Regions from separate parts of the Mus musculus genome. Here regions 1, 2 and 4 are each linked to region 3. A link is a contact called in public HiChIP or PLAC-seq and promoter capture Hi-C data. All regions are on one chromosome and are shown on one strand. Each heading gives the region's core, a stretch centred on a gene start, on an enhancer-like site or on the middle of the called end of the contact. The rest is flanking DNA. Distances are from core to core; before and after follow the strand shown. Region 1 overlaps Cers6 (ceramide synthase 6). Region 2 overlaps Cers6 (ceramide synthase 6). Region 3 holds the start of Cers6 (ceramide synthase 6). Region 4 overlaps Cers6 (ceramide synthase 6).

Region 1 (3,772 bases), core at 1,186-3,685, 200 kb after region 3:
CATTTGCTTGGAAAACTTTTTTTCAGCACTTTTGCTCTGAGGTAGTGTCTGTATTCATCACTGAGGTGTGTTTCTTGTACGGAGCAAAATGCTGAATTGTGTTTATGTATCCAGTTTTTTTTATTGGAGAATTGAGTCCATTGATGTTGAGAGATATTAAAGACAGATGATTGTTAATTCCCATTATTTTTGTTGCTAGAGGTGGTGTTATGTGTGTGTGATTCTCCTCTTTTGGATTTGTTGTGAAATGTTTAATTTCTAGTGTTTTCTTGGGTGTAGTTACCCTCCTGGTGTTGGAGATTTCCTCCTAGTATCCTCTGTAGGGATGGATTAGTAGAAAGATCATTGTTTAAATTTGGTTTTGTCATGGAATAGCTTGGTTTCTCCATCCATGGTGATTGAGAGTTTTGCTGGGTATAGTATACTAGACGAGCATTTGTAGTCTCTTAGGTTCTGAATGACATCTGTCCAGAATCTTCTGACTGGCCTCCTTGGAGGCAGGTAGAGCTCTGTGACCTGGGTTAGAACCAGTCTCCTGGTAGGTAGGCAGTGCTATCTCTGGTTAGGATCAACCTCCTGAGTCTCTGGTTAGAGAAGGCCTCCTGTGACCGTGGTTACTTCAGACCCCCTGGGAGGCAGACAGACTGTAGTGTGTGAGAGGGTATTGGGTCCCTGATCTCACCCAGGTGGGGAAGCAGCTCTACATGCATTTTTAAAGATGAAGTTATCTTTCGGTCTTTGATTCAGATGTCTGGCCACTGGAAAGATTGATCTGCATAGGTACAGGAGGGTGACAAGAACTTATGTGCTGCTGTATTGCCCAAGGACCCATACCTGGGACTGTATATCCTAAGTCTTGGGCCTCAGCTAGATGTCTGCCTCCCTGGGTGTGGGAGAATCTTCTGTTCCTTATGATATTCTCTTCAATTGGAAGTTGTTATTTGGTCTTCTGGGGGAATTCCTCTCAAGTCATTCTAGAGAGCCAGAAAAATCTCCACTCTGGGTCATTGTAGTTCTAACTATCCTGGACTAATGACCCCATTCAGCCCCTATCCTTATAAATACCAACAAGCCATGCTTGGGGCTTTGATCTCCCTGGAAGCACTGTGCCTCAGGCCCAAGGCCACTCCTTGCAGCCTGGCTCTCACAATGCCCTTGTCATCTCCCAGGGACAGTCCTTGTTCTGTTTGTCCCTCACCTGATGGTTTCTCCTAACCAACACCTCTGCCTCTTTACAGTCACCCTTCCCCTTATATTTGTCCCTGAGAAGCTAGGAGTAGGATATTCACCAGCCTGAACTCCAGACTGCATGGAACTGGCTCTAGCCCATTGTCACAATGTGACTTTGGAGAACTTGATGTCTAGGTGCCTCAGCTCCCATCTAAAAAAAAAAAAAGAGAGAGAGAGAGAGAGAGAGAGAGAGAGAGAGCTCTGAATATTGTTTTATGGAGCTGCCATCAGGAAGACATCACAGCTTCGGAGCTTCTGCACATGAAAATTAGTAGTCAAATTAGAAGGTACTTAGGCGTTTGCTAGGTATTCATTGCAAATGTGGGGTTTAGAAAGAGGAAATATGCATACTTTCTACGCCAGCTTTGAGGAAATGCCACAGCTAGAATTCAGGTGTAGGAGCAGGTACTGGGATGGCTGAAGGAAGAGGAACAAGAAGAAGATATGGTTGCTAACTATAAGAGCTCCCCTGAACTCTGCCCAACAGCTTACAGCACCATCCCCAACTGTTTAGCCTGGAGAAGATATTCTCCACCCTCTATGTGAAGCACAAAATTGAGTCTCTGATTGTTCATTGTCATTGGGCCTCAAGACTTTGGGAGTACCTATGAAGATGCTGGCTGGAGTCCCATCAAGTAGCTCTGATTTTAGTTGAGCACAGTCTGCCCCCTACTGATGGTGTTGGATGCTTTCAGGTTAGATGGGCTTTGTGGTTGAGCTCTTATAGGGACCTTTGCAGAAAATGGAGAGATTCATTTGTGAACTAATGGAGTTCTTCAGACTTACATAAACTATATTTTTAATACCTCAGAAGTGACCTTTTCTCATTTAAATTCATGCAAACTAATATGGCCAGGTCAAGGGTGATTTAAACAGAACCTAGAGAGTCCATTATAAAGACCAGGTAGTTGCATGTAGACAACTTGTGAGAAAAATGGCATATGTGTGTTTGAATAAACACACTGATGGCATTTGAAATCAGAGGGTTTGAGAGCTTGCTTGGATGGAGAGAGGTGGAAGACTGAAGACTGGCTCAGAACACTGCAAACTAGCACCATGTTCTGACTACCCCCTCCAGAAGTGATTGGTAGCACTATCATACTGTTTCTGTTGGCACAAATAACATTTTATTGTGCTCCTTTCTAATGTAATAAAAAATCAATTAAAGATTAAATATTAACTAATCCACAGCGGACAAGATTATGAGTTCTCAATCTTGAAAGGGCACCATAAATGTTGTACAGGAGAAAGATCGGGTGAACAGCCCTTACACAGCAGTTCCCTGCCTCATTTATATCTTTTTCCAGAAGCCATAAAATAATGGTGCTTCTAGCAACAGAGAAAATGCTGGCCAATCTGGACACACCGCTCCTGCTTTTAGAAGCTGGAGAAGCCATTGCTGGCCTTTCAGTTGTCTAGAAGTTGTAGTTATAATCGATCATGACCTTTGATGAGGGTGCCTTTCAGAGCTCCTTATGGTTTATATGAATTTCATGAGCAGTATTAAATTGGTTTGGATTGCTTCAGAAGAGCTGTGAAAATTAACCTCTTACATATCCTTTGCCAGAATCAAGTAAGGCAGAGACTACAAACCTGCTGCGTTGCATAACTGAGTTTCTCACATGATGCCCTTTGGCATGATTCTAAAACAAGGGTCATCAAACTTTACTGTAAGGACCAGGTAGTGTTGTAAAGTTGTAGGTGCTTTCTGTTGCAGTTTTTCAAGTGTGCTACCAGAGCAAGAAAGCCATGTAAGACAGAAAGGAAACAAGTGGGTGCAGTTAGGGTTTTAATAAAACTTTATTCATAACCACAATTCTGACAGTTTCTCTATCTCTGCTTTGAAGTAGAATAACTTATGAGCCTTGAAGGAAAGGAAGAGGCGGAAGAGTGGGGAGAGGGAAGAGGAAGAGAGGGAAACAGAGATAGAGAAATCATACAATGTCAATTGCAAACTCTGCTGTTGTCCTGTTTCTAGGAGTCTTAGAAATCTGTTAAATGGGTCGTAAGTACCTAATTGCTATTCTTTGAGCAAAATTACAAGTTATTATTTATATGTATTAACTTTATTAAATTCAAGACAACATACATTTTCTTTGCATCTGAGCAAAGTCTTTTCTACTGTCTTGATTTTTAGAAGTATTTACGATCTTCGCTGTCTATGAATGTTTGTCCCAGCCCTAGTTAGAATCTCAGAAGCCTTACTCCTTTTTTTTGAGGTAGCTCAATAATACTTTTTTCATTCAGTTCATTCCAAATAAAAATTTAAGGAAAAATTTCTTACACATAGAAGGAGTATATGTGTATGGTGTAGCTTTTTATGATGTAATTTTATCTTAATAAAGGCAGGTACATTGAGATGAATTTGTGGTCCCTTTACAAGGTAGAAGATAACATTTCAAAGACTCTAACATAGTAAACTTGGAGGGAGCTGTGTTATCTAGAATCTGGCACATATGTCTTAGTGAGTGATTATCTCTTTGGCTTTGTTGTGCTAATACTTTGTTGTTTATAAAATTCCCCTAGAGAAGTAAAGGTTCTG
Region 2 (4,276 bases), core at 1,752-4,251, 220 kb after region 3:
AAATTACAGTTATGAAGTAGCAATAAAAATCATTTCATGGTTGGGGGTTACCATAATATGAGGAACTATATTAAAGGATTGCAGCATTAGGAAGGTTGAAAACTGCCGGGCGTGGTGGCGCACGCCTTTAATCCCAGCACTCGGGAGGCAGAGGCAGGTGAATCTCTGAGTTCTAGGCCAGCCTGGTCGACAGAGTGAGTTCCAGGACAGCCAGGACTACACAGAGAAACCCTGTCTCGAAAAACCAAAAAAAAAAAAAAGGAAGTTTGAAAACCACTGGTTTAAGGAAAAAAGAGATTTCACAGATTGTTCTTTGGCCTTCACACATATATGCCTTGGCACACACAGCCACACATTAACATCACACACACACTAATAATGATGATGGTAATATTTTAATTAGTGTTAACCATCAAATGGTAAAATATTTTAAATGACTTTATTAAGCATCTTAACCAGTAACAAATGAACAAGACAAAGATAGTTATTTGCTGCATTGATTAATATAACTCCATGAGTTGAGATTTTAGCTCACCAAATTTTCCTCATCTTTGGTAGAAACAGAAGGATCTTTTGTATCTTGTGTGCTACTGTACCCTGTGGTAAAGCAAAGGACACTTAAGTTGACAAAGGTACCTTTTGAACTTGTCCTACTCCATCTATTTGGGGGTGGGGGGAGGGGGGTGCAGCTCTGAAAGCGTCTCTGTGCAGAAGGCCTTGGAATTACCACAGTTCCAGAAAACTACATTACATTATGAACACAATTTGCAAAGTCAGCACTTTGCAGAAAGGGTCAGCAACCTTCTCTTTGCATTAAGCTGACAGTCGCTCCCAGAAGTAAGTTAAATCTACTGCGAAAAAGCAACAGAGGCAGCCAGCTGAGATGGCTAAGTAGTGAGTTATTCAGCCCTTCTCCCCTTCTTTCTCTTCCTGACGATATGATCGCATTTTTTTCTAATTTAAACTTCGAGAAGTCCTGTGCTCTCTGTGACAGCCACAGGACTGTCTGAAGCATTGCCCTGGTGGTATCTGATAGCCACTAGCTCTTTTTTTTAACCCCTTGACACTTAGGAATAAATTCCAGCAAGGCAGGAATCTTGTCTGCTCCGTTTGCCCAGCACTGTGTGCAGTGCCCAGTGCTGATTCATCTTCCCAAAGAGCTCTGCACCTGCTCTGCATTTTGATTTGGGTGTTTCTATGATAACGCTCATCTCCCCCTTTCAGGGTGATAGACAGGAAGGAACATTCTGAAAGGAACAGTGATGCTCTCTTCTGAGGCTGTGCCTTCTACCTAATCCCCCTACAACTGTCTTCCCTTCTACCTGATCTCCCTATAATTGTCTCATCTCTCCCCACATGCAGTCCCCTGATGAGGTATGCTGAGCTCTATCCGGTGTTGTGTGTAGGGTTCTGGAATTGAGGTTGCCTGTATCAGACAACTGTCTTGTGTCTATCTCTTTGTCTTGTTTTGTTTTTAACATTTTTTTAATCCATATGTCAAAGGTATGGCCGAGATAATGAAAGTTTGCCTTATTCTAAATGTAACTCCCCTCACAGCTGGGACCGTTATTTTTTTTCCATCTCTGACCTACTTTTCGAAACCCCACAGTGAGTTGAAATAAAGCAATCTGTTGTTTTGTTTCTGTGTGATGCAGACAGGTCCATGTGATACATATATACTTGATACATATAGAGATCTATCAAATACTTATCGGTCATACAGTCAAATTGAAAGCTTGATTACTTTAGGGGAAATAAAGGCAAATCAGTGTAGTCACTGCTGGTTTTGAAACCATATGTGTATTCTTCATGCATAAATGGAAGGATTGGAAGAGGTCTTAATACCTTCTAGCTCTGAATTTTCTAGGAACTACAGTTTGGCAGTTAGAAGGGATTGTGACCTTCTAGTAAGAAATATTTATGAAGTGATAACAGCAGGGGACTTGGGGAGCAGGAGCAGTCAGTAGTGAAGGAGAGACCATACACATAGCTTACATGTTTTAAAAGTTGGCAGCCTATAAAAGCAAAGAAAGACAGTGGCCAGCAGTCAGGAAGGCCATGCTCCAGTTTAAACAGTGGGCATGTCCCAGGTGCTGCAACTGGAGGATGCCAAATGGAAAGCTGTGACGTGACGGTAGGTCTAAGTGGCTTGTATCCTGTGCTACTTTAAAAGCTAATGACTCAGCCGGGCGGTGGTGGCGCACGCCTTTAATCCCAGCACTTGGGAGGCAGAGGCAGGAGGATTTCTGAGTTCGAGGCCAGCCTGGTCTACAAAGTGAGTTCCAGGACAGCCAGGACTACACAGAGAAACCCTGTCTCAAAAAAACAAAATCAAAACAAAACAAACAAACAAAAAAGCTAATGACTCCATCATGACTGTAACAAACACATCAGTGCGGCAGTGAGAGCCCGTCTGTCAGCATCAGCAACAGCATTAGTCAGACTGTATTTGTGAGCATATTTGCTTAGGTCTCTTCTAAATACCCTTCACTTTTCTCTCAGAGAAACCCAGTTCATCGTATTCTGAAAAGGAGCGGCCGTAAAGGACTGATCCTGTCTGAAGCACTTTGGTATAAAAGTTGCTTAGCAGTGGGGCAGAAAAGAAAAAAAGCAATTAAGTTTATATTTAGTGATCTATCTATACACATCTGGAGCACATTTGGGAAAGAATTCAAAAGGGCCAATTCATTGCATGCCTCCTGCTACAGAACGAGTGTGGGAGTCAAGCTGCGATTTCCACAGCATCAGACATTTATTGTTGACTTCAAAAAGTTCTCCCACTTATGTGTAATTACTATCCTAGCAAATGGCTCTGAAATTTCAGCTTCTTAAGCATAAGGCAGAGTGGTCCTTTAAAAGTAAAATAAAACGTAGGCCCTATGAGATAAAATTAAGATAAATTAAGAATCAGTTACTTCCAAGACGAAGCACTTATGGTGCATGCCTTCTTATATAAAGCAGATCCTTACCATGTATGTGTGCTGTTTGCTTGCCAAGACCAAGATGTCTTCCATAACTGTGGCAGCACTGGACTTTGAAGCTCTGCTGTACTTTTTCAAAAGAATCCATGCTGGTACAACTTAATGTTAGCTAATGCTTTTAACAAAAGGCATGGTAGATTTAGATATCATTTCAACCTCCTAAAAAGTCTTTATAGAACAGTTCTCTCCGGATGGGAGGGGGTGGCTGACACCCTAATTCTGTTTCTTCCAGTTTGTGAAAATAGACCACTTCAAGGCTCCAAGAGTGTAAGGCTCCGACTAAAGCCATTTCTGGGTGCTGCATCAAGTGCTGCTGAGATTTTTATCACCACACCACTTGAGAAATATTTTTCAAGGCTGACAGCTCAAAAGGAAAGAAAAAAAATGATATAATAAAGCAAAGCAAACTGAACACTGAGCTTGGTGTTTTGTAAAAACAAAACAATCAAGTATCTAACAAAACCACTGTCTCACTGGGCGGCTCACGCCTGTAATTCCAGCACTGAGAAACCAGAGGCAGCAGGATCGTCGCAAGTTTGAGGCCAGCCTAAGCTACATAGTGAGTTCCAAGCGATCCTGGGCTACGTAGTAAGTTCTTATTTCAGAAACAGTAATAAGAGAACATCAGTGTTGAATGAAGCATAGGTGGAAGGAGTCACAAAGACCAAAGGCAACATCACAAAGCTGCAGCCACCCCACACAGGCAACTTCTAACTGCCCTTAAGGCCTCACTCACAGCAACCCAATCTGTTTTGTTGAACTTGCCATTTGAGAAGAACATATTGCAAGGAAAGCTGACAAAAGGCGAAAGCCTTGACCCCATATCCAGACAAGAAAACAAGTCATAAGTAGCAGCAGGTGGCTGGAAGGGCAGAGGGGGCTGCGGAAGGCCATGGACATTGGAAGGGAAGAGGATGGGAAGAGCGTCAGCAAAACCCAGCTATGCTTGAAAACGCTGTAAAGAAACTGAATGGGAGGGATGTAATTTACAGAAAATCAAAATGAAAGAAGATACATAAATATATTTATGTGCATTATTGTCCAGTTACTAAAACTATCACACACACACACACACACGTCTCTCTCTGTGTGTGTGTGTGTGTGTGTGTGTGTGTGTAGGGAGAGAGGGGGGGAGCGAGAGAGAGAGTAAGAGAGAGAGAATATATATTGTATGAGAGTCTTTGCTACAGGTTGCTAGGTTAAAGCATTGAACACAAACTAGCCAAGGATATTTGAAAGCTATTTCCCTGTAGCTTAAGGGTGTTTTTTTTTTTATTAAAGTATCTTAATTGAGC
Region 3 (4,304 bases), core at 1,723-4,222:
GGCTCTTTTCCATATCTAATCTCCTGCTAGCTTCAGGATAGTGAGGTAAGACAGGTGCCATCCTTAGGCACCACACCCAGGAGGACACATGCATGCCTTTAGAACCCAAACAACTTATCCAAGATTCTGACAGGTCGTAAATCCTCCTTCTAGAATGGCCTGACAAAAATCCATCTTCTATAATATTCTTTAAATCCTACTGTATCCCTAAAGCGAGAATGGTGCCAGGTGAGGGAGAAGCCTTGCCTTTTGTCCTCTTATCGCTTTCTCCTCTGTAGAAATGCAGTTTCAGAGAAACAGGAAAAGGGGCAAGTTACAAAGCTGCTTACCCATGTTCTGACCTGGGGACGGTGACCTCTCCTCTCCAAAGAAGATTCATGTCCATGACATCTCCTTTCTGCTACCCAGAAATGAACTTTGTGCTTCCCAAGAACCTAACATGGGACACTGAACTTAGTTACTCAAATGGTCTCTCCACCTAGAGTGTTTCCTTTTGGGGACGATGATTTTAGGAGTAATGTTGACTCATTAAGTCAACAGTTTATGTACCAGGTACAGAAGAACAGGGATGAAGCAGGTTTAAAAACTGGAATTGTGTGACAAAACTTTCAACCTGTTAACTATGTACTAGGCAATGCTCTTTAACATTTGAAGCTACACTGTTTAATAAAATAGATATGGTTGTATATATATACCACATATATGAAATATATATATCTATATCCCCTACACACACATATGGGTTTCTTTGGTTTGTTTTGTTGTTTAGTTTTGTTTTGTGTTTTTGTTTTTAGGACAGGGTTTCTCTGTGCAGATCTGGCTGAGCCGGAACTCATTGATCTATAGACCAGGCTGGCCTCAAACACACTCATCTGCCTGCCTCCTGAGTGCTGGGATTAAAGGCGTGTGCTGATCACACTTGGCTGATATATATATGCGTGTGTGTGTGTGTGTGTGTGTATGTGTGTGTGTATGTATATATATGTATATATGTATATATACATATATTTACACACATATATACACACATACACATATACATGTATATATACACATACATACACATATATGTGTATATATATATTTTTAAAGTTTTTGAGGCTTACATTTTAGAGACAAAGTGCCAATAATGGTGTATGTTGTGTTAATGGTGGTGATGGCTTTGGGGAGGAATAATTGTACATTAACTTGAATGATAAAGGGAAGGCCCTATCCAGAGTAAAATGAAGGGAAGAGAAAAAGGATATTTTAGGAACGATGTTTCAAGGACAGAGGAAAACACACACACAAAGACTGTGTGGGTACGGTAGGTATGTTTTGTAAAGAGCAGGGAGCCCCGAGGGAAGAGAACACACGAGATCAGAGAGATAATAAGGAACCAAATGTCTTAAGACATAATGGCTTTGACTTCTGCTTGGGGGAGAACAGAGCTAAAGCAGGTTTAAGTACTGGAATTGTGGGACAAACATTTCAACCTGAGCACTATGGCCAAGAGAGGACAGTAATGGGACACAGGCAGAACTGGGGTTTGAGTGGTGATGGGGACTGCTCAGATGTGAAATGGTACGGCAGTTTAGATCAGCTGGTAGCCAAACAGGTAGTGGAGGGTGTAAGGTAATGGTTTATAAAATGACTTGGATGAATTTGTGATGTTAGAAAGGAAGTATGCAAGCAAGAGGAAAGTGGCTGCTTCCTTTTGGACTGAGCCGTGACCACAGGAAGGACAGGTCTGGAGGAGAGAGTAGTCATCGACCATCCAAAGAGAACTGCTAGGGACTGAATGTGTTCTCCCCAAATTCAGTGCACTGGCATTTGGAGGCTAAGCCCTTGGGATGTAATTAGTTTATGAGAATGAAATCTTGGGATGTAATTAACTTATGAGGATGAAACCTTGGTTGGAGCCCTAGTCAGATGACACACGGGTGCAGTCTCTCTGTCTCTGCAACAAGAAATTCTCTGCGAAGACAATCACCTGTCAGGAAGAGTCCAGGAAGGGTGTCTTTGCCACCCCTTAGATTGCCTAGAACTTTGGCTTTGGACTTTGCCTCTGCAAGTATGAGGAACGCATTTTCATTGATTGAGCCATATGTCAAAACAAACAGCCTGAATTAAGGCAGGAACTGACCTTTGCAATCACAGCTGACCTTGAGTGACTTCATTGGGTGGGGAAGGCATGAATGGAAGTTCAATAAAGAACAGGAGGTGAGAATCAGGAGGCCTTGAGAGTTTGGTTTAAAGGCAGGGAGAGGAGGAATAAATACTCCTGCCCCCATTATCTACCAAGTCAAAATGTGGTTCCCACAGTATTTTCAGAGGTTACTGGCGCAGTTCCCCATAATGCTGCCGTTACTAGCTGCTATCACCATTAGACACCATCATCAAGCAATTCATTAATCAATCATAAATGCCTAATTTCTTGTGCTACTTCATAAATCAAAATTAGGAGCCTTGTTCCTTGGGGGACCCAGCTCAAGGGGAAGCAGTAGTGTAAAACGTGCCAGGAAGGTCAAGGAGGGGGGTGAGGTGCGGGTCGGAGGCAGAAGTCTCTTGCCAAATCATCCAGCCCCAGTTCCTGATTTTCTTTTAGCACTGGAGAGGATGATCCTTCCCCTCCCACTCCTTCCTCCTTCGCCTTTGCGCCCCCTACTTCTTCTTCTGGGGTTCTTTTTCAGCGCAGGGCTCTCTCTGGAAGCTCGGCCCCTGCCAGGCTCCTTTTCGCCTCCCTGCGCTCAGGAAGAGGACAAGAGCGCAGACACTCCAGTGGGGCAGGAGCTGGCGTTCTAACCAGGTGCGACCCAACTTGGGGCTGGGACAGAGGTGCGGGACGCGCTCCAGGTGCGGGTCCAGAGCCAGAGCGCGGCCCGCAGCTCCCAGGGCGTGGGCGAGCCGGCCGCGTGTGCCTCGGTGCTTGACGGGAACACTAGCCAATCAGGGCGTGCGGCCAGGCTGCCACGTGACAGGCGAGGCGGCCCTTTTCCCAGCGCGGCCAGAGGGAGGAGTGGAGCGGATCGCGGAGCCTGAGAGTGCAGCGGCCACAGAGGAGGCGGCGGCAGGCGGAGCGGCAGCGGCAAAGGCTCCCGGCCAACCCAGCGCGCATCCCCAGTGCCCTGAGCTGCAGAGAGCTCGGAGGAGCGCGGGAGCAGCGACACCGGAGTGGACAAAGCAAGATGGCAGGGATCTTAGCCTGGTTCTGGAACGAGCGGTTTTGGCTTCCGCACAATGTCACCTGGGCAGACCTGAAGAACACGGAGGAAGCCACCTTTCCGCAGGCGGAGGACCTCTACCTTGCCTTCCCCTTGGCCTTCTGCATCTTCATGGTGCGGCTCATCTTCGAGAGGTAAGAAGGGCCGAAGTGCCTGCTCTCCCGCACACACGCACACGCGTGCACACTCGCCTGCTCCGTGGCGCACGCCCCCGCGCTTGGGCTCACACCTCCCAACCTTTGTGTTCTCTGTGGGGTCCCGATCCCTCGGCCAGGCTGACTTCTAGGGAGCTAGAGAGGGTCCAACTCGACCGCGGATTTCCTCCGGGGCGCCACGAAGGGGCGGCAGGGCGCTTGGTCACCGCCCGCGCTCCTCCTTTCCCGGCTTCCTCCTCCTAGAGAGGGTCGGCGAACAAAGGTGAGCGGAGGCTGGCCGCGGGGAACCGCTGCGCCGAGGGCTCGGCCGGCTCCCTCCGAGCCGGCACTAGGCGCTTCCAGATTGGGCTTCTCCTCCGAGGCTCGCCGCCACCCACCTGACAGCCTGGAACGATGGGGACGCGCGGCCCGGAGGGAGGAGGAGCGCACACACTTCCAGCCCTTCCACTCTTGCACGCACGCGGGCCGCGCTGCAGAAGAATTTGCTCGGACCTTTGGCTTTAGCTTGCTCCCTGGCTTCCATCCGTGACACGGAGTTTTAGGCCCTGGGTCCTGGGAAATAGGTGACGACAGCACTCCGGATCGCTACTGGTTTCTTTAAAAGAGGGCAGAACAGGACCGGTGCCCCTCGAAATAGTCATTTGAATCGATAGTAGGACCCCGTGACTAATCATAAGCGTCTTGCTGGTACCGGAAGACACTTGAAACGTTAAAAGAATTGTCTCATAATTTTTGGTATGAGTCCTCGATTTGGTTAGATCTCGCCATTGTAACTGCACACAAACTTGTGCTACTCTCACTGAGTCAGCCTTAAGTCACAGAACTAGATCTTGCCTGCTGTGCATTCAACACTTACTCGTGAAACAAAATCAGCACCGCACACTTCTTTCTTTTAACTGAAAAAAAAATCGCCTTCCTCTTTCCTCCTCCCACCTCCATTCATCAG
Region 4 (4,153 bases), core at 563-3,062, 150 kb after region 3:
TCAACCTGGGCTGCATAACAAAACCCCATGCTGCAAAACAGTCATTAAGACTTTTATCTTCATATGTTCATCATGGAAGTTCTTGGACATTAGCCCGTGTATCTTCAGGAGCTGATAATGGGTTTACAGTGATATGAAAGCCCCATGCTCGCCTCTGCTGATTGTGTGGCCATTTTCACTGGGATATGAAGGGGAAAACACCATGGAGAACATTCCAACATTCTCGTTTGAAACTGACAAGAATTTCCAGATGGTAGTGTACAGGTGTCTGCAATACATGGTTGCGTTATTCTGTTACCTTGAACTGCCGTGGGAAAATATATTTTACAGTAATCTTAATTTTGTTAAGAGCTGATATAAAACTTTTCTACTGAAATGTCATATATTCCATACACGTTGGCTAATAGAATATGATATGCTCCCAAGTATATTTGATAACTGTCATTGGGTATTGAGGACTGCGGTGATGGTACAGATGGACCTCTTGGATGAGAGAGGAGAAGGGTGCATTGTACAGGAAGTTCAGCAAAATGGAAGTTAAGGAGTAGACCAAACTTGGAGCAATGAAGGAGACCCCCACAATGAAGGATTGTTTGTAGAGTCATGGGATGAGAAGAGGCTTCATGTAATGAAAAATAAGGCGGGGCTAGACGAGCACCCATGTCCGTGATGGATCAGCCAGGACTTCAGCCTTGGTTTAGGAGAAAAATGAAGAAGTTACAGACAGTTGAGCCTGAGCGGGGAAAGGGCCCTGGTTACGGTGGAAGGAAGGAATTGCAGCAGTAGACCCTGGGTGCATGGGAAGACGTGTTGGCCCCGCAGCTGCTGTCGTCTGTGGCTTTTGCCTGTCTTTGGCTTTTGGCTCAGCTCTGGAGATAACCACTTCATCCACATGAGCTTCATCTTGCTAGGTACACTCAGGGATGGTGGGCAGAAAGCCAGTTTTGGACAGTTGGCATGGAAGAGGCTGAACATGAAAAGAGAAAAGAGAGGACACAAGCCTGCTCTTGGCAGCTTACGAAGCTACTTCTGAAAGGAGAGAAGAGAAGAAGTGGAAGTTTAGAGAGACTTCTCAACCTTGGGCATCCAGCTCGATGGGCGAGCTCTTGCCTGGTGTGTACAAGGTTGTGCCGTTCTTTTGCTCTTCAGCACTGCAAAGTCTAAGTACTTATTTACATAAGCAAACAAATAAAGCATCTAATCTGGGCGGTGGTGGCACATGCCTTTAATCCCAGCACTCGGGAGGCAGAGGCAGGAGGATTTCTGAGTTCAAGGCCAGCCTGGTCTACAAAGTGAGTTCCAGGACAGCCAGGGCTATACAGAGAAACCCTGTCACGAAAAAAAAAAAAAAAACAAAAAAAAACAAAAAAAAAAACAAAATAAAGCATCTAAAGATCTTGCCCCTCCCCCTTCCTTCTTCCTCCTTCCCCCTTCCTTCCCCTTCTCTTTTCTTCTTTCCTTCCTTTCCACTTTTTTTCCTACTTCCTCCAGAGCATGCCTGTTTGTTGCTTAAACACGGGGGTATTGTTATTTCACTTGGGATCTTTTCCCACTGGGGTAAGAAGCTGTTTTTTGTCCAAGGGTCCCCTATACTTCATCTGAAGGTAGTGAATAGTGAGGTAGGGTACAGCCTTCTATTTTTGGGTGCCGGACATTAAACCCAGGCTTCATGCATGTGGACTGCTGTGCCTCCAGTCCCTGTCACACGCTTTCTCAAAAAGCTTACGCTTAGAAATAATTGTTGAATGGACTCTAGTTCTGTGGCATCCCTCGGAGAAGCAGGCGGCTGATTTGGGGAAGGAGGGGGAAGTGGGTAGCTCATGTCGTAAGCTATGTCTGCTGAGATCTGTACTGTGACAGTCCAGTGATCTTCTCCCTGGGCAGAAGCTCGAGTTGCTACACCATTTAGAAAGGAAAACCATGTCAGAGAGGTTAAGTAACGTCAGGTGGTAGGGATGGCACCCAGCCCCAGGCTGTGTGATTCTTCACCCGCCCTCACCACTGTCAAACAGCCTCCCCTAAGAAGGGCTTGGTATTGCGTCAAGTCCTGCAGTGCCAGCCTACTCTGATATTATACCTCTTTGCCTTCAGTTGTGGTGGGAGGATGGGAGAGCACTTTATTTTTAAGGACCATTTTTAGACTTAAACATGCTTAGTGTCTACTAAAATTGTATGTGCCTAGGGTTTCCAGAAATACTTTCATGTTTTCAACCAAGAAAAGCTTTTCTTACTGTACTAGGGTCTAGAACGTGTAAAACATATATTACTTTTAATGGGAAAGGTTTGCAATCCCCCACTGCCCCCACTCATAGACTTAGCGAACCTGTTTGACTTGTAGTAACCAGGATGGTTGATGCCTTGAATGCTCAGATGGCCATCACAAGTATGGACTGTAGTGGACTCCTCCCCTTTGATCTTTCCCAGTCCTCATGGCTGTGAGTCTCTCCTCTTATCTCCACCCCGTGCTGTGCAGAGGACATAGCGATCCACATGGACTTGTTGCCTGCTTCCATGCACACCACTAACACTGTCAGCACTGCAGGCAGAGTTGCTGAAAGTCTGTAATCAGGGCACATCAGATCTGCTCTTTATCCACGTGGCAGATGGTGGGACTCATGCGATCCATATTGAGAACTGAGCACATTTCTAAGCTAGAGAATAGGAAAAAGAAGTAGGAAACTGAACATTCTAGAACTTGCTTTTAAAATGAAGCAAATGTCCCACATACTGCCTTGCCCGTGGGTTGAAACTGACATTGGAAGAATGGGCAGGAAAAGTAAAGAGACCATTTGAGGGAGACGGTATATTCTCATTTCCCACTTTCTTTTCCGTATCTCCGGAGAGAAAGGGAAATTTGTAGACACAAATGCCAAAGGGTGTCCCGTTTTCCTGGTAGAGGTCCAGAGGATAAAGTGCCTGTCACTCCATTTCTGCTTCTCTGGGCCCGAATCACTGTTACCTTCCCCAACCCTCCTCTTGCTCCCAATACAGACAGTTGGCTCAACAGCTTGCTTTGGTTTTGGCATGACCAGCAAATATCAGTTCTTCAAGTGCAGTGGCCTAACTCCTGAAGCCCATCTACAGCCAGAAGTTTCACTAAGAGAATTAATTCAAACCCTGGGTCAAGATGGAGAACAACTCCCTGCTCCCCACTTCATACTTACTGTTGCGATCTGGTTGCTCTGGCTGCTGCATTGTCTGAATTTGCTTTTAGAATGAGTCTCCTACAAGTCTCCTAGGTCTGTGCTGATGGCCGTTACATCATACTCAAGTGTCGGGTCTTCAGTTACTCTGAAAATCTCTCACAGGAGTGCTACAGCTTTAAATATGATTGGTTTTCTCTTGTTGCCAAATAGACTTGTATATGTATATGTGAGTGTGTGTGTATGTGTGAAAGTATGTGTGTGTGTATATATATGCATATATGGGTGTATGTGTGTAATGATTATTCATTGTCTTAAATACCATTTAGACTGATATCACACTACTTAATATGGAAGTAATTTTTTATTGAGATTCCAGAATTGTGAAAAATACTGTGTGGGGATGGTATTAGGGTATAACTGCATGGGAGCTTTGGGAAATTGGATGGTGAGAGAAAAGGAAGTGGGGTGTCCTATATGTAAGTGAATGAGAACTTCCTCTCTGGGGCAAGTGTTTAATATGTGTTGTAACTTTTATTAAATCGTAACATTTGCTATCATATATAGCAATTCTGGGTCCCCTAAGGTAGGGGGTTCAACTTGTCATGGCTTCATGTTTTAGTCATAAACTTATGCATAGTCTTTGAGTCTTCTACAGGTAGCAGGTTTTCTTCTTCCTCCTCCTCTTCCTTCTCTTTCTCCTCCTCTTCTTCTTCTTCTTCCTCCTCCTCTGGGTCATCACCAACCGAAATTCAGAACGGCATAAAAGTATGTTTCTAGTCCGAAGTGGTCATTATATTCACATTAACTCTCCCTTCTGTAGCGGTTGAGGCAGTTTCATATTCATTTTATGATTTGAGGCAAGAAGGAATTCCCTACATGACTTTAATATGAGGACATATATTTAACCCCAACCCCTTTCCAGGCACTCATCTTTCGGGAAAGTGACTGATACCCATGTTATCAGGCATATCATAAGACAAGGGCCTGTTGCAGTAGGGCATCTTAGG

What was found. Promoter capture Hi-C pulls out the DNA fragments that hold promoters and counts their contacts. HiChIP or PLAC-seq counts read pairs in DNA pulled down with a chosen protein or histone mark.
Region 1: a contact with region 3 is called in a promoter capture Hi-C map of liver, with 5 times the contacts expected there. The contact joins the enhancer-like site here to the promoter of Cers6 in region 3. A contact is called at or near these places in 17 of 39 promoter capture datasets (the 3T3-L1 cell line, the HPC-7 cell line, cancer-associated fibroblasts and 11 more), 1 of 15 datasets of contacts at CTCF or cohesin (the NIH/3T3 cell line), 16 of 484 Hi-C or Micro-C datasets (CD4 single positive thymocytes, cerebral cortex, embryonic fibroblasts and 7 more), 27 of 115 datasets of contacts at active chromatin or transcription factors (the SCID.adh cell line, SST interneurons, acute myeloid leukemia and 19 more) and 3 of 9 other capture datasets (adipose tissue, embryonic stem cells and pancreatic islet).
Region 2: a contact with region 3 is called in a promoter capture Hi-C map of second pharyngeal arch cranial neural crest, with 2.6 times the contacts expected there. The contact joins the enhancer-like site here to the promoter of Cers6 in region 3. A contact is called at or near these places in 13 of 39 promoter capture datasets (the 3T3-L1 cell line, 3T3-L1-derived adipocytes, the HPC-7 cell line and 8 more), 9 of 484 Hi-C or Micro-C datasets (the 3T3-L1 cell line, the C2C12 cell line, CD4 T cells and 5 more), 18 of 115 datasets of contacts at active chromatin or transcription factors (the NIH/3T3 cell line, the SCID.adh cell line, SST interneurons and 13 more) and 4 of 9 other capture datasets (adipose tissue, liver, macrophages and 1 more).
Region 4: a contact with region 3 is called in an H3K4me3 HiChIP or PLAC-seq map of bone marrow-derived macrophages, with 6 times the contacts expected there. The contact joins the enhancer-like site here to the promoter of Cers6 in region 3. A contact is called at or near these places in 10 of 39 promoter capture datasets (the HPC-7 cell line, HPC-7-derived erythroid cells, cranial neural crest and 8 more), 1 of 15 datasets of contacts at CTCF or cohesin (the NIH/3T3 cell line), 3 of 484 Hi-C or Micro-C datasets (cerebellar granule neurons, cerebral cortex and liver), 23 of 115 datasets of contacts at active chromatin or transcription factors (CD8 T cells, the HPC-7 cell line, the SCID.adh cell line and 19 more) and 4 of 9 other capture datasets (adipose tissue, liver, macrophages and 1 more).

The regions. Positions count from the first base shown.
Region 1 is chr2:69,059,621-69,063,392 of GRCm38.p6, forward strand. All of the region lies in intron 6 of Cers6 (ceramide synthase 6), which reads left to right. Among named protein-coding and RNA genes, the nearest start is that of Gm39840, 69 kb to the right of the region's middle. Within about 2 kb of position 2,436, at least 14 of the 459 cell types and tissues checked have an H3K27ac peak or open chromatin away from gene starts, as enhancers often do. A contact at or near this core is called in hepatocytes and liver, where this site is marked.
Region 2 is chr2:69,081,925-69,086,200 of GRCm38.p6, forward strand. All of the region lies in intron 8 of Cers6 (ceramide synthase 6), which reads left to right. Among named protein-coding and RNA genes, the nearest start is that of Gm39840, 46 kb to the right of the region's middle. Within about 2 kb of position 3,002, at least 23 of the 459 cell types and tissues checked have an H3K27ac peak or open chromatin away from gene starts, as enhancers often do. A contact at or near this core is called in SST interneurons and second pharyngeal arch cranial neural crest, where this site is marked.
Region 3 is chr2:68,858,469-68,862,772 of GRCm38.p6, forward strand. Cers6 (ceramide synthase 6) reads left to right here and starts at 2,973. Exons shown (of 10, transcript NM_172856.4): 1 at 2,973-3,337. The coding sequence starts at 3,168.
Region 4 is chr2:69,013,504-69,017,656 of GRCm38.p6, forward strand. All of the region lies in intron 4 of Cers6 (ceramide synthase 6), which reads left to right. Among named protein-coding and RNA genes, the nearest start is that of Gm52515, 47 kb to the left of the region's middle. Within about 2 kb of position 1,813, at least 38 of the 459 cell types and tissues checked have an H3K27ac peak or open chromatin away from gene starts, as enhancers often do. A contact at or near this core is called in bone marrow-derived macrophages and cerebral cortex, where this site is marked.